Linked DNA regions of Mus musculus: region 2 is linked to region 1. Evidence: chromatin contacts called from public Hi-C data. All regions are on one chromosome and are shown on one strand. Each heading gives the region's core, a stretch centred on a gene start, on an enhancer-like site or on the middle of the called end of the contact. The rest is flanking DNA. Distances are from core to core; before and after follow the strand shown. Region 1 overlaps Arsb (arylsulfatase B). Region 2 overlaps Scamp1 (secretory carrier membrane protein 1).

Region 1 (3,615 bases), core at 791-3,290:
CTCATTTTAATGTGATGACATTGTTTTTGAAATAATCATTGGACTGCTGTGGTTAGGAGGGATTTCCCCTCCCCCCTTTATCTCCCCGTGTCTGTCTCTATAGTCTCTCCCTCCCACCCTGTCTCTCTCTATCTCTCTCTTTCCTGTAGTCCAGGCTGGCCTCAAACTCATTATGTAGTCTAGGATGCCTTTTAACATATGATCCTCCTGCCTCCATGTCTCAAGAACTCAGATTACAGGCTTGTTCCGTCAAGCCTAGCTGGACATTACACATGTTTAAAATATGCATTTTAGTTATGTGTATATGTGTATCCTAGTTAGGATTCTTATTGCTGCGGTAAAGCACAATGTCCAAAAGCAAATTGACTTCCACATCACTGTTCATCATCAAAGGAAGTCCGGACAGGAACTCGAACAGCGCAAGAACTTGGGGCAGGAGCTTATACAGAGGACGCGGAAGGGTGTTGCTTACTGGCTTGCTTCTCATGGCTTGCTCAATCCGCTTTCTTATAGACCCCAGGACTCCCAGCCAGGAGATGGCACCACCCACAATGCACTGCCTCTCCCTACCCTCATCAGTCACTGAGAAAAGCCTTACAGTTGGATCTTAGGGAGGCATTTTCAAAATTGAGGTTCCCTCCCTTCAGATGACTCTGGCTTGTGTAAGTTGATATAAGGGAGCCAGCACAGTGTATGTCTTTGTGTTTGTGTTTCTGTACATGAGTCCAGTGTCTGCGGTGCAGGAAAAAGATGGCGACTCCCCTAGAGTTAGGATTACAGACTGTTGTGAGCTGCCCAGTGTGCAGAGAATTGAGTGTGGATCCTGCAGAAGAGCATCACGTGCTCTTACACGCTGAGTCATCTCTCCAGCCCTGGATGTTATAGTTTTTTTTTTTAAAGAAATATTTTCCAGCCTATTCTTTTGCTTGCCAGAAGTTTTCACATTGTTTTCTGTGTTTCAAAAGCTTCTTTCTACAGTGAACATTTAGGCTTAGCTTGTATTGCCATGGAGTTATGAGTACCTGTTAGTTCAGGGATGTACTGTGATGTACAGACATGAGCTAAAATGGAGAGATGGTCACTGATAAAACCCTTGTTTCTTTTCTTCTTCCGAGCTGGTTTATTTTCTATTAAACCTCCCAGATGCTGTTTTGTTACTTTAGAATAGGAAATCTATATTATCTTTTTAAAAATCCCTCTTAAACAAGTGGGGTTTTCCCAAAAATTTCTCTAGCCAGAGGGAACTCTTCATTAAACAGAGCACTTTCTGGAAGGAGAGCGTATGAGCTTATGTCAGGAATTAAGTGATGGAGAAGGGGAAAATGTCGCCTGGCCTTAGGTGCAGAAACTGACCCAGAAGCCTTGGCCAAGTGGCGAGAGTTGACAGAGAGCCAATCGTGGTGCTTCTGACCCGTGCCTTGGCAGGAACCTCTCTGCTACCTTTAGACTTCAGAGCATCTCTAACTGGTTGGATCTTTGTCAAGAGCTTGGTCCGAGGTGGTTTCTTTTCTTTTCTTTTTATTTCTTTTCTCTTGATTTAATATAAAGCACTCACAAATTCTTTCAAGAACAACACACAGCTTTGTTTAGCTCCCTCAAGCCCTTTCACCTCTGTCAAGTTGCACCAGGAAATTTAAGGTCTAGCCAGAGGCCCCCAAAGAGTTAAAAAAAAAAAAAACCAAAACCCTCAACCATCCTGCAGAGTAGGAGAAATTGATGTCAAAAACAGATGTGCTGCTGTGGGCCTTGCTGAATTCATAAGTCAGGATAAAGCCAGTATGTATGCATGCATCTTAAAAAAAAAAATCTTGGCCAGAATTATAGAGAAATGGAAGGTCTCCTCTGCGATTCCTCTTCAGGCCTTGCTGGCCAGGAGCCCTGGTGAAGGGCTCCCGGGAGACAGGTGGCCCTGACAACTCCTAACCATTAAGTCAGAACGCCCTCTAATCCCTTGTTTTCCTTGTTGGTGTTCTGCAGGGCCGAGCTCCCTGCACAGAGCCTGCCCGTTTTCATTGGCTTTGGGGATTGTTATTGGAGTGGCTGACAGCTGTCTGCCAGGCTGTCTGAAACTGCCTTCCTGTGCTCTCCACACTGCTCCACTTCACAGCGCTATTGTTCCTGTCCAGCCTTTTCTTAAAATCTTTCCCAGCTGTATCCTGATATGGCAAACCACCTAAATTAGCTCCAGATTGTTCTGTTTATTTTATGTTAGATAAGTGATAGACTATAGTCCCAGCAGCGGGCCAAATGGAGGGTGGAAATGGGGGCAGGGTGTTGGAGGGGGTCAGAAGACGCTCGATTTTTTACTGCACAGGGAGAGTTCCAGACAAAACTCTGAAATGGCGCATGCGTGACAGAGCCACTAGTCCTGCCATTCATACGTGACCCAGAGTGGTTGGCAAGCATAAACTTTGGATCTGAACAGCAGAAAAGAGAAATCAGAACCCCAACACAAAGCCTTACTAGACAGAAGCAAAAATATCTATCCTGGGGAAAACACATAGGATCTGTCAGGTTGGTTTCTATGCCAGCTACCACACTTGACTTTCCTGTCAACAGAGACCCCTCTCACTTGCCAGTGAAAGGCTCTGTGGGTTCAAACCTGTCCCCAGTCCTTTAATCTCCCTGTATGCTCGGCATTTGAAAACATTTGCTTCCTGTGCCTGAATTTAAAGCTAGAAACCCACAGCAATTGACTCGCCATCATAACTGCTTTCCATACAGCTGCAAGTGAAAATTCACAATAGATTTGGCCTCTTCTGCTCCTCTTGGCCATCTGTGCAACTGCTTAACTGTGGCCTCTCCCCTGTGGGGCCAACTTCTAGCAGGGCCTCTCCACAGAGACCTTCCAAATGCTTAACAAAAAAGTGTTTTTTAACTATAACTAGATTCTCTCCCAGGATGAAGACTTCATATCTGTAGGGTTAAACCCAGATATAATATAACTAGATTCTCTCCTAGGATGAAGACTTTATGATCTGTTGGGCAAACCCAGATACAATATAAGAAATGAACGTCCAAAGCTTGACTCAGCTGAAGCAACGCTAGCAGCCACTGAGTGCTTGTCTCTGGTAACTCAAGACTCCCTAGTGAAGATAGCCATGACTCACTTCAGAGCTGGGCCACTCCTCCCCATGCTGAGCCAAAGTCCTTGAAACCCTTTCTGCCATGTGCAAAGACAGGGAGGAGAGCAGGGTCAGGAGTAATAAAAAAAAAAAAATGCCCCTAGGAACTGCCTCTCACTTTCCTTTTAGGAAAATAATCTCACTGTATAATTTTTTTAAATGACAAAACCAACTGGAGAAAAATAATTACCTTGTCAAGGTCTCTTGGCCCCAGTGGATATGCCTTTGGTCTCTATGAAGGTCCAGTATGGAGCTGCCTGGCCTGCATGTTACCCCAGCTCTCAGCGCTGGATCTTTCTATGTAGCCTTGTTGGCTTTTGATTGTGTACAGCCATGCATTTGTCCCTGGGCCAGGCTTCTCCTAGTTGTGTTCATGGAAAGGAGACTGAACCTGTCTCCCCTTGCCACAACACTAACAGCCTAGGAGGCCTTTAATCAGGGCCTAGCAAACCAATTTTTTTTCTTTAATTCTTACCTTATACCATGCACC
Region 2 (3,419 bases), core at 899-3,398, 370 kb after region 1:
ACTCCAGTAAATTTTTACTTAAAAGAAACTATTACAGAAAATCATTTCTGATTCTATAAAGAGCCCCAGATCCTACAACTATAAGCAGTACAGAACCCAAAATACTAATTCATTTCACTTAAGAGACGTGGTGCCCATGCAAGATCAGAGATTGTTATCAAAATAATCAACTAGTCTAAAAATAAAATAAAGGAAGGTAAAATATACATTATCTACTACAGAGCACACAGGCTCTTCTCTGGTGACTGAACCTCATATAAAGCAAGCCAATTTAAAAACACCCAAACTTTTGCTGACCTTGTTCCTTCGTTATTAATAGAGGGGGGAAAAGAAAGAAACATGGTGTCATGTCCAATGTATAGTCTGAATCTCTACTGACTCCTGGAAGAACTTCTGTGGTTACTATCGAGCGCTTTTTAAATCTTAAGTCACATACTCATTTCAGTGTGTCACCACTGAAATAATCTGAGGAACACCATCCCCCAAAAATATGGAGAATATTTATTTAGCAGGTGATAGTTTTCTTCTGTGCAGAGCATGGAAATATTAAGAAACTATTAGGCAAAGTAATAAGACAAGGAAGTTTCTCTGGTTTTTAGACCATGCACATGTGGATTGGAAATACCCATGCTTTTGTGTATTGTGTGTTTCCAACAAAAAATATCTGTAGAATACAGTAACTGGAGAAAAAGATACAGTCCTAAGGAAACAGAGAACTGCTTCCAGGCTCGCTACATCTGGTTACCCTTGAAGGCGTTCTGCGCCGCGCTGGTTGCTGCGGTTGAGGCGGCGTTTGCAGCCGCTGTCTGAACAGTTTTATTGGACATCACTCCCGTTGCAAACTCTTGCTGGGCCTTCTCAAAACTAGCACCTGTTGTGCGGTACAGTCCATGCACCTGAGGAGGCAGAACCAAGGCGAGATGGTGAGATGCGATCCACACATTTGCTCAAACCACCCTGCCGTGTGCGAGGACCAGGCAGAGGTCAGAGGGGAGGTGGGGGGAACAGAAAAGAAAACCCATGAAATCAGCTTTTTACCCTAGGTCCAAAATAAACACAGGAGATGGCCATAGTGGGATTAACGGCGACACAGCGCCTTCAAAGACAGTAGCTGCCCTGTTCGGTCGAAGCAGACCAGGTTAGTCTATGCACTGGAGTACCTCCCCACGCAATGGTGTCGGACACCAACTTAACTGGTTAGCGGGACTCCCTCAGCACTATTCTGAATCATACGCTTCCAACCCCACACTCCTTACAAATGAAAACTACAGCTGAAGACCAGACATTTCAGGAAGTCTTCAAACAGTTAAAACACCTAGATTATCTTGGTTCTTAAAATGAACTAACTTCAAAACTTCTTTTGAAATACAAAAAGCCATTAGTAACTAGTGTACTAATGTGGGCATGAATATTTATGGGCAAGTTCCCAAATCCCATAGAAGACATAATGGAACCCAGGTTCTTCAGGGAATCCAACCTGTACTGCCTTCTTCTCACTTCAATGTTATGCTGTCCCAACTCTTAGTGATTGATTACTCAAAGGGAGATGTTCAGAGCTCCTGACAGCTCTCTGTGGCTCATTCCTGTCTTACTAACTGGCTCCTTTAGAACATCTACCACTTTTGCCCTGAAACACTATCCAGTACTTTGATAGTTCACTGTAGAAACAGAACAAACACAATAAGAAACAACTGATAGAAAATCAAACCTATTTGTGAAAGCTAAGGATTTCTGTCTATGAAGAAGCTCAGGAGATATAAATTCTTTCAACAGTTGGGCAGCGCAGGCTTAAACAACAATACCATGGCAGAAACCAAGGGACAATGAGCGTCCAACCCAACGATAACCTGGTCTAACTCGGGTAACCTGGGTTATCTCAGCTGTGAGATCTCAGAATGAGACTGAATCCTCAAAAGTACATTTACATCATCACAACAAACCAAGACTGCACAGCATGTCTAGAGGGGTGTGTGTGTGTGTGAGAGAGAGGGGGGGAGGGGAGAGGAGAGGAGAGGAGAGAGAGAGAGAAAGAGAGAGAGAGAGAGAGAGAGAGAGAGAGAGAGAGAGAGAGAGAGAGAGAGAGAAGAGAAGAACCGCCTGGCAACGCCTCTAGTCCAGAGCTGGGACTATGCAGACCTTCCTGAGGGCACGAACCGCCCATGAAGAGACTGACCCCTAGTGGTGACACGTTAGAGCTACATACTCCCTACAAGGGGGTCTGTGTGTTTATTTTTGATAATTTATTATTAATTTTTAAGTCAGTGTTGAAGAATCAGTACTCGGATCTCAGTTTACATCAGAGGTAGAAAAGACAAGAGGATTGATGGTTGCTTCAAATTATAATTTAGTTTATATTGCCATGTGTCATATCTCAGCATACCATATAAAAACATCATCTCATCTGACATCCTTAACTTCACAGGTAAGAGTGAGACAGTACCAGCTAACAGTGGATACGTGAGAGAGTCAACCAGTAACCTAATTTTGCATCTCAGATTTAAATTAGTTAAATCTAATTATTAACAGAGTATGCACTAAAATAGAGAATAGACACAATGCTGATAAATACTGTGACTTTATTGGGGAAATGATATTTATTCTGAATGCCTGACATGTGGATATAAGCTCAGTTATACAACTATCCCTTTCATGGAAAAGCAAAAACAGAAGGGGAGAAGAGTCCCTGAGCCTGCTCAGGACTGCCCGGCGTGCAGTCACTGAGTCACTGAGGAGTGAGCTCCCGGTGTCTTTCCTGTAGAACTGCTCTGGGGTGCTCTGCCCCTAGGCCTCTTCTGGCTCTATACCCCTATGTGCTCACTCAGGCTTCACTCACCTCAAGAAGCCAAAACTTCCCAGTCTGAAAACCCAGCCTAGATCTCTTTGCTTGCTTCTCCTTCTCTGTCTAGACGTCTACGGAGCTTATTCACACACATGGTCTACCAGTACTTGAAACCCCACGCCCCAGCCATGGCATCACCCTGACTCCAAACCTGCTCTTTTGATTTGTGCGTGTTGGGGGCGTGCCATCGAGCACCTGCGGAGGTCAGAGGGTAACATGCAGGAGCTGGTCCTCTCCTTCAACCACGTGGTTCCTGGGTCAGACCCAAGTGGTGTGCTTGGCACTTTTACCCACTGAGCCGTCTCATCAGCCCCAAACCTGTTCTTGCTAATGGCCATCCCCTAAGCCAAATGGCCTAGAGAAACCCAACAAGAATGAAGCCTGGCCTCTCTCATAGTGGGAGGAGTCAACTCAGGCTTCCAAGCCCTACCCCCTGCCCACAAATCCTCTATCTACTTCAGGATTACGTCCAAGCTTGTCATGTCTACCCAATCACTCTGTTCCCTAAAACACTTCAGTGAACTACACATTTTTAAAGATTAGAACTTCTTAACAAGGTGTCCTAGTTTTCACAACCCTG

The links. A called contact is a pair of places that touch in the nucleus more often than the background predicts.
Region 2: a Hi-C map of muscle stem cells shows a contact between it and region 1, with 2.7 times the contacts expected there. The contact joins two enhancer-like sites. A contact is called at or near these places in 2 of 15 datasets of contacts at CTCF or cohesin (the NIH/3T3 cell line and stem cell-derived epiblast-like cells), 28 of 484 Hi-C or Micro-C datasets (the BV-2 cell line, the C2C12 cell line, bone marrow-derived macrophages and 12 more) and 3 of 115 datasets of contacts at active chromatin or transcription factors (cardiomyocytes, embryonic stem cells and fibro-adipogenic progenitors).

What each region holds. Positions count from the first base shown.
Region 1 is chr13:93,837,236-93,840,850 of GRCm38.p6, forward strand. All of the region lies in intron 4 of Arsb (arylsulfatase B), which reads left to right. Among named protein-coding and RNA genes, the nearest start is that of Mir5624, 48 kb to the left of the region's middle. Within about 2 kb of position 2,041, at least 139 of the 459 cell types and tissues checked have an H3K27ac peak or open chromatin away from gene starts, as enhancers often do. A contact at or near this core is called in muscle stem cells, where this site is marked.
Region 2 is chr13:94,203,268-94,206,686 of GRCm38.p6, forward strand. Scamp1 (secretory carrier membrane protein 1) reads right to left here. Exons shown (of 9, transcript NM_029153.1): 9 at 1-896. The coding sequence ends at 732. Among named protein-coding and RNA genes, the nearest start is that of Scamp1, 80 kb to the right of the region's middle. Within about 2 kb of position 2,149, at least 6 of the 459 cell types and tissues checked have an H3K27ac peak or open chromatin away from gene starts, as enhancers often do. A contact at or near this core is called in muscle stem cells, where this site is marked.